2 separate regions of the Gossypium hirsutum genome follow, and region 2 is linked to region 1. The links are chromatin contacts, called in public Hi-C maps. All regions are on one chromosome and are shown on one strand. Each heading gives the region's core, a stretch centred on a gene start, on an enhancer-like site or on the middle of the called end of the contact. The rest is flanking DNA. Distances are from core to core; before and after follow the strand shown.

The links. A called contact is a pair of places that touch in the nucleus more often than the background predicts.
Region 2: a Hi-C map of leaf shows a contact between it and region 1, with 1.7 times the contacts expected there. The contact joins the promoter of LOC107899592 here to the enhancer-like site in region 1. A contact is called at or near these places in 5 of 34 Hi-C or Micro-C datasets (leaf and petal).

What each region holds. Positions count from the first base shown.
Region 1 is chrD04:49,268,393-49,272,124 of Gossypium_hirsutum_v2.1, reverse strand. No RefSeq gene overlaps it. Among protein-coding and RNA genes, the nearest start is that of LOC107899589, 25 kb to the right of the region's middle. Within about 2 kb of position 1,769, at least 1 of the 9 cell types and tissues checked has an H3K27ac peak or open chromatin away from gene starts, as enhancers often do. A contact at or near this core is called in leaf, where this site is marked.
Region 2 is chrD04:49,326,831-49,330,562 of Gossypium_hirsutum_v2.1, reverse strand. It overlaps LOC107899592 (protein BREAST CANCER SUSCEPTIBILITY 2 homolog B), which reads left to right and starts at 2,011. Exons shown (of 20, transcript XM_016825348.2): 1 at 2,011-2,323; 2 at 2,396-2,551; 3 at 2,819-3,732. The coding sequence starts at 2,179.

The DNA of each region.
Region 1 (3,732 bases), core at 520-3,019:
TGGGTTTATTGAGAATGATTCCGATATAGTTCATGACCTATTAGAAGTAGAAGGCGCTCTGGTGGGATCTTCACAAACAGAAAAAGATTGCGGTCAATTTGATAATGATAGAATGACATTACTTCTTCAGTCCAAGTAGAGGAATCCCTTATATATGATACAAACTGGATCTTATTCTACTGTTGACCAGAGAAATCTCTATGAAAAATAAGAATATTTATTTAGGTCTCAAAATTAATATTTTAGAAAATTTTTAAATTTTTAACTTTATTTATATATTCTTTGGATTTTTTTAAAATTTCTTAAAAAATATGAATTTTGTAAATTTTATAAATATTTTTAATTTTAAAAATCATTTTGAATTTTTGAAAATTATTTTTAATTTTTGTTAAGAAAGAGATCAATTTGTTTATTTTCAAAATTGATAGAAACCAAAAAGGTATTTACACTAATTTGTTATTTGAATTATTTGAATAGTAAAATTCAACTCGACTCGAACTCGAATAACTTGAAATTCGAATTCTTTTTCGATTTTTTCTAATCAAATTGAGTTTTATTCACCCCTAGTCACAAGGTATTAGAAAATTGGAAAGATGGAAAATTGAAGGGCTAAAATATTCAAATGATGAAAAACAATTTTTTTTTCTCTCCACAAGTGTACATGTTTGGTCGGAGGAAAAGAAAATTTTCTTTGCATCCACTTCCAAAGAAATAAAACATTTGAAAATTGTTAAATTTGGAACTAACATACAAATCTCTCATTTTCTCACTTTCCAATTTGGAAAGATTAATTTTTATACATTAAGATGGAAAATGGTATCCTCTTATTTTCTTTCCTCTTATTTTTTTTCTCAATCAATCACACTTAAAATTTATTTTCTTCTACTTTTTCACTCACTCCTCTCATCCTTCAACTTTTTTACTCAACCAAACACATTAACCATAAGGACTAAAGTAGAGTAACGGCTAGAAGAAGAAAATAATAAAAATAGAGAAAATACTTAAGATTACATATTGTTTTTGGAGGTTGACTTGTGACTCAAGGAAGCATGGGGATCCGCTAATTCCCTTTTCTCTTAGGATGGTAAATTAGGCAAGACAGTCTTTGGTGTGTCACTTTAATAGTGCGTCGATTCTTGGCCATTGCAATAATTGAAGGCTGAAAGCTATGTCTTGGAGCTTAATTTTCTACTAATTGTTATATGTAAATGTGTCGATTCTCTTCAACCTATCAGCCTGAATTGGTATAACATTAAACGAACTATTCATGGTTTTCAATAATATCGGTCGAAATATGATAGAAATAAGCAGACAGAGCAAGTCGAGGAAGCAAATGATTCCAATAAAATTTTGAGCAGAGCCTGCTAGTTGTGCTGACAAATCTCCAACCTCCCTCAAGTTAAACAGCTTTCTCCTGTTCCATTATTGGAATTGAGATAAGCTGAATGTGGGTAGAACCACTACCAAAAATGGAGGCACACTGTTGCTTACGGGATAAGGGAAGAGTTCCAAATTGGATAAGTTACTTCCCATTCTAAAATTTTTCGCGATCATTGTAGCATCCACTGGCTTATGAATTTCTGTAGAAGGATAGAAATCAATGGGTTTCTATTTGTTAACTTTGTCATACAAAATACTAGCTAACCAGGAACTTCTAATCAAATATTTTCTTCTTAGGAAGAGTAATTTATCTGCCAAGCATAGTGCGAGTTTTTAGCCTTTGGGCCTAGTTGTTCCATGCTAAGCCTTCGGCCATCGTTGTTTTGTATTGCTGCCTTTGAACCCATATGTACCGTGATAGCTTTGGGCCAAAGAAATGAATTATGTTTGTTCTTGGAATAAATCTTCAAAAAAAAAAACCCACAAATTTATATCCCAGGAAAATATTTTGTACATTGTCATTAGAGTTTTTAGACTCCAAAAATGTCAGGGGATTGACAAATATCTTATAAGGGTATGGTAAAATATTTAAATAAAAAAACACATAAAAAATACATTGTTAGTGTACCAAATTCTAATTCATACTCTTACAATCTTTATTTATGTTGGGGATCGACCCCATTAAGTAACAAACAAGTAAAAAAATATTGAAAAAAATTGAGAAATTGAACACACAAAATTAACGTGGAAAAACCCTCCAAAGAGAATAAAAAACCACATGCAAATATAATTTTACTATAAAGGCAAAAGAACTAATAATACAAAAAATAGAGCTAAAAACTAAACCCCGAAACCCGAAAACAAAGAACCCTCAAAATGTAAACACAAAAATTCTCCAAAAGTGTTATGAGTTCTAATCTTTAATGGATGTATTTTCTAAGATTGTAAAAGAGTCTATTTATAGGCTAAATTTGTAGGTCAAATAATAATAAAATAATCTAAACTAATTAAAGTTCGACTGAAACAAATAAATAGAGTTTAACTGGGAGATTATCTCTCAAATTTGAGTGAAATATGAGTCATACTCAACAAATCTCCACCTTAACTCGTATTTCCACAACGTCATCTTTGCCAAAGCCCGCCACGGGCCTATCTTGAACTATGTAGGGAATTAACGTAGTCGAATCTGTGCTTAGAAGCTTAGTGCCAAATCAAAACTAACCCAAGTTTGATTTATATGAACACAGTACCCTAACTTTTCAAAACCTGCATCTAAAAGAGAACCTCTCTTCAACGAAACGGTCATATTTTTTCTCTCCTATGACTAAGTTGTCTCTACTCCAAACGAGTTGAGTTCAACTTTGTTAAGAACGAAGGATGTTTGGTTTCATTGGTCACTGTAGAACCTTCCAGAATATAAAGACTGTCGATCCTTTTACCTTTTAACAAAACGAGAGCCTCACGAGACACCTTAATGTCGTTTGGCTCAATATTGATTCTGCAACCTTTCGAGTCTAAAATACTCAATGAGATGAGATTCTTTCGTAAATCAGGTATAAGTGTCCTAATCATCCCATCATACATCCTAATTTTAACAGTACCAATACCGATTACCATACTAGATGAATTGTTTCACATGCGCACAACTCCACCTTCAACTGAATTGTATGTGGAGAACCATTCTCTGTTGGGACACATGTGGAAAGAACATCCCGAATCTAGGATCCACTCGAACCTAAGTTCAGAGTTATCGCTCGTTGACACTAACAATAAATCATCACCGCTTTCGTTGGCCAAATTAGCACCAACTACATATTCCTCGTTACTCTCAACAGCGCTTTTATTTTGCAGTTTATAACAATCTACTTTGATGCTATCAAAACAGAAGCTTACTTATCTACCTTGTTATCCGAACCAAACTCATTGTCGAGTTTGTCTTTACTCAACAAATGACCCTTCACATCCTGGAATGAGAGTTTGTCTCTGTCATAAATCAGGGTCTCCTTAAAAGACTTGTATGAAGAGGGTAAAGAGCACAATAATAGCATAACATGAGCTTCATCATCAATTTTAACCTCAACATTATTTAAATCATTCAAAAGAGTAATAAATTAACTAATGTGATCTTTAAGAAGCTCACATTCGTTCATGCGAAACGTAAATATAAGTTGTTTCAACACTAAACGGTTAACCAGAGACTTAGTCACATAAAGAGTTTCTAACTTTTTCCACAAGGCGGATGAGGTTTTCTCTATCAATACCTCCTGCAATACCCTATTCGCAAGGCACAATCGAAATGCAGACAGGGCTTTTTCATCAAGATCTTATCATTCTGTCTGATCTAGATTCTCA
Region 2 (3,732 bases), core at 762-3,261, 58 kb before region 1:
GTATTCTTTGGTCAATTAGTGATGAGAAACTTATCAAATTCTGGATTGATAATTGGATAGCAGAGGTAGGTCCTCTCATTAACCATTGCTTGGCTCCTTCTTTGATTGATGAATACATCACTTTTTGCAAGGTTGTGAATATGGAAGGTAAATGGAATTGGGAGTATATGTGATACTTATTGAATAAAGATATTTTATCCTTTATAGGTGACATTCCGACCTTGAATTCTCTTGTAGGCCCTAATGGAATTATATTGAGCTGGACTTCTAGTGGAAATTTTAGTATCAAAGAAGCCTATAATATGCTTACAAAAAATTCGTTAAACCTGCTGGAAGCAAAATGGAAGCTAGCTTGGCTTCAAATGTCCCGCAACGTATTCATAAGTTTATCTGGGTGGTGTTTAAGGATTGTCTCCTTACTAATAAGGAATGGTGTAGGAGAGGCTTCGCTGATGATCCTTCGTTCAAGCTATGCCAAAGTGTTGAAGAATTTTGTCTTCACGTGTTGCAAGATTGTAGCCAAGCTAAAGAAGTGTGGAAGCAGTTAATCCCCAAGAGGATTTCAAACCAGTTTTTTTCTTCCTTGCTGGAGGTATAGTTATCTACCAACTTGAAAAAAATACTTTTGATGTTAATTTTCATGATGTAGATTGGTCCCCTCTTTTTGGCATTGTTTGTTGGAGGATTTGGAAACAACGGAACTTATATGTGTTCCAAGATATCCATTTTAACATATTTAGTGTGATCAACTCTTCGTAGGGGTGGGCAAAGTCCATCAAGCAGGGACAGGCTCCTATAAGAGGAATAGGGTGAATTGAAGTAGGGATCAGATATGGGCTCCTCCGCCTATGGGTTTCTTTAAACTAAACACAGATAGTGCCCGTAATCCGAATTTGGGGCTTGCTTGTTCGGCAGTAGTAGCACGGAATGAGAGGAATTAGGAAGAAATATTGGAAGATGCAGTGTACTTTGAGATGAACTTTGGGCCATCTATGACAGCCTCGAATTAGTTTGGGAGGCTAAATGGATGAACATTATTATTGAAATAGTCCGTGCCTTGGCTATCAAAGGTATCCATGGATATCATAGAGGACATTCAAATAGAGATTTGATTTTGTGTATCCAAGAATTGTATAGGTGGAGAGTGCTCATAAAACAAGTACCTAGAAACGTGAATTATGCTGCTAATATCTTGGCTAATTTGATGAAAGATTATCCTTTTGGCGATCGAATCTTTCATGTGGCTTCTCCTTCGGTTGATGACCAGATTTGCTTTGATAGATGTGTTCGGTTTTTCAATCCGAATTCTACTTATAGTTTGTAATTGATATTGTTTTACTGTTAAAAAAAAGAAAAAGAAAAAGGTTTGAGCAATAAAATTAAGGAATTGAAAATTGATTCCATCCGAAGTGTTTAGATAATTGTTAAAATATAAATCAAGAGATCACAATTATTTGAATCACATTGAGTTTTATTTTTTATTAATTTATAATTAATATTTTTATAATACAAAAATAATTTTAAAAAATTTTATATTTTTAAAAATTATTACATAAAAATTATTAATTATTTTTTATTTACTTAAAATTTAAATATTTTAAAAATTTAAGAAAAAACACTTTAAATTTTATCAAATAATATCTAAAAGTTATATATAAAAAATTTGAGTTCTTCAAAATAAGTTAAAAATTCCAATTTTGACATAAAGAAAATGAAAACAAATCCACAATTAGCATGAAAAAACGAAAACTGAAATAAAACTCATGATTGTTTGACTAGATCAATCAAGATATCGGTTTAAAAAAAGGCATTAGATTAATTGATTCAAACAATAAATCTAGACTTTGTTTATTTTTTAGTACTTTTAATGATTTATTCAATCGAATCAGATGAAATGATTGAACCGATAACCTAATTGATTTAACTACCAATCTAATTTTGAAAAATTATTTAAAAAAATCATAAAAAAAACCCAACAAAATTGCATCCAGCTTAGCTTAAGCCCAACGAACCTGAAAATGCTACCCTCCAAATCCAATTTATCATCTCATCTCCCCCGTAATATTTTACGTTTCCCGCCTTATCAAAAAAATTTCAATTTGTTACAATACTCGAAACTCAATGAAGCATATAGCATAAGAAAACATCAAACACAAACCCTAGCCAAAATCCTCAAAAATGTCTACGTGGCAGATTTTTTCTCATGCCGGAACAAGTTTTCGCTGGGAGGCTTCCCCTCCTATCCTACCGACTAAGCCTGCCGATGACCCGAACGGAGCTCCGGTTCCTCCACTCCCATCCATGGCCGATCTCCTGCTTCAAGGTAAATAGTCTCTCAATCATTTCGCGTCTGTATTTGATTATCGTGCTCTCAAATTCCTTAGATCCAACGCAGGATGTTCGAAGCTTATTGAGAATGGAGATGGAGAATTCGAGAAATATCCGATGTTCAGAACCGGATTGGGGAAATCGGTGGCGTTGAAAGAATCTTCAATTGCAAAAGCATTATCTATCCTCGCCAACGACGACGCTGCCTCTACTGTTACTTCAAGTAAAGCTTCTCTCTTTTACTTTCATTTTTTTTGTTTGATAACTATATTCTGCAATTTAGAGAAGAAACTTATGTCATTTGGATAATTTGAAGCTGAAATTAAAACGGGGAAAATGTAGGAATTGAATTTATGTTCGGAATGGTTTTTCTATTTTTAGGAACCAAGGAGCATTGGTTACTAGAACCATTTAATATATTCACTGAGATGATTGTAAAATTGCTGGACCAAGCTCTTTTTTTTTTTTTTTGAACTTATCTGCCACACAGGCAAGCTGATTCCAGCGAACAATGGCTGCGGTAGCTCTCTTTTTCAAACAGGCTCTGGGAAAATGGTTAACATATCTTCAGCTGGTCTGGTCAGAGCTAAGACATTGTTGGGACTTGAACACGATAATGAGAATCACAATTTTGAAGGTTTTCAACATCCAAGGAGGTTACCTGCAACTAATGAACCTTATGACTGCCAAAGGTTTTCTCATTCAGGGAAGAAAGAAGATTTGCAAAATTATGGGGTTATGGATGTTACATCAGAACCAAGGCACATGTTAAACTCTAGGAATGGTTTAGTAGGAGGTGAACTAGGCAGTGAAAATGACTCAACTCCAATGCATTCCAAAATGTTTGATTCAGCTCCCAAGCCACCTCCAATCAAGTTTCATACTGCAGGTGGAAGATCATTGTCAGTTTCAAGTGATGCATTGAAGCGTGCAAGGAGTCTTCTTGGTGACCCAGAGCTAGGAAATATCTTCGGTGAAATGGATCAAGAGGTTCCACCATTTACAGTTTACAAGGAGGAAAATTTTAATGATGCTTCATTAAACAAGGAAAACTGTTTCTTTACTTCATTTCCTGTAAGTAAAGACACATCCAAGGATTTCACATCCCCACTGAAATCATCTTTCAAGCAAACAAGGTCCATATTCAATTCAGAAAATTTAAGGTTTGGGAGTAATTTGATTGAAAAATTTGATGCAGTTGAAAGTTCTAGTGCATGTGCATCGGCCATTAATATGCCTTCTCCACAGAATGCTTTGAATTCAATCAATAGGCTTTCTGAGAAAAATTTTGCAACTAACAATTCTTTGCCTAGCGGTTCTGGTTCACAGACTAATTTGCCTAGAAGGTCATTTGGTGGGCCATTGGCTGATATTTCAAATAACATTGCTACATCTCAAACAAAT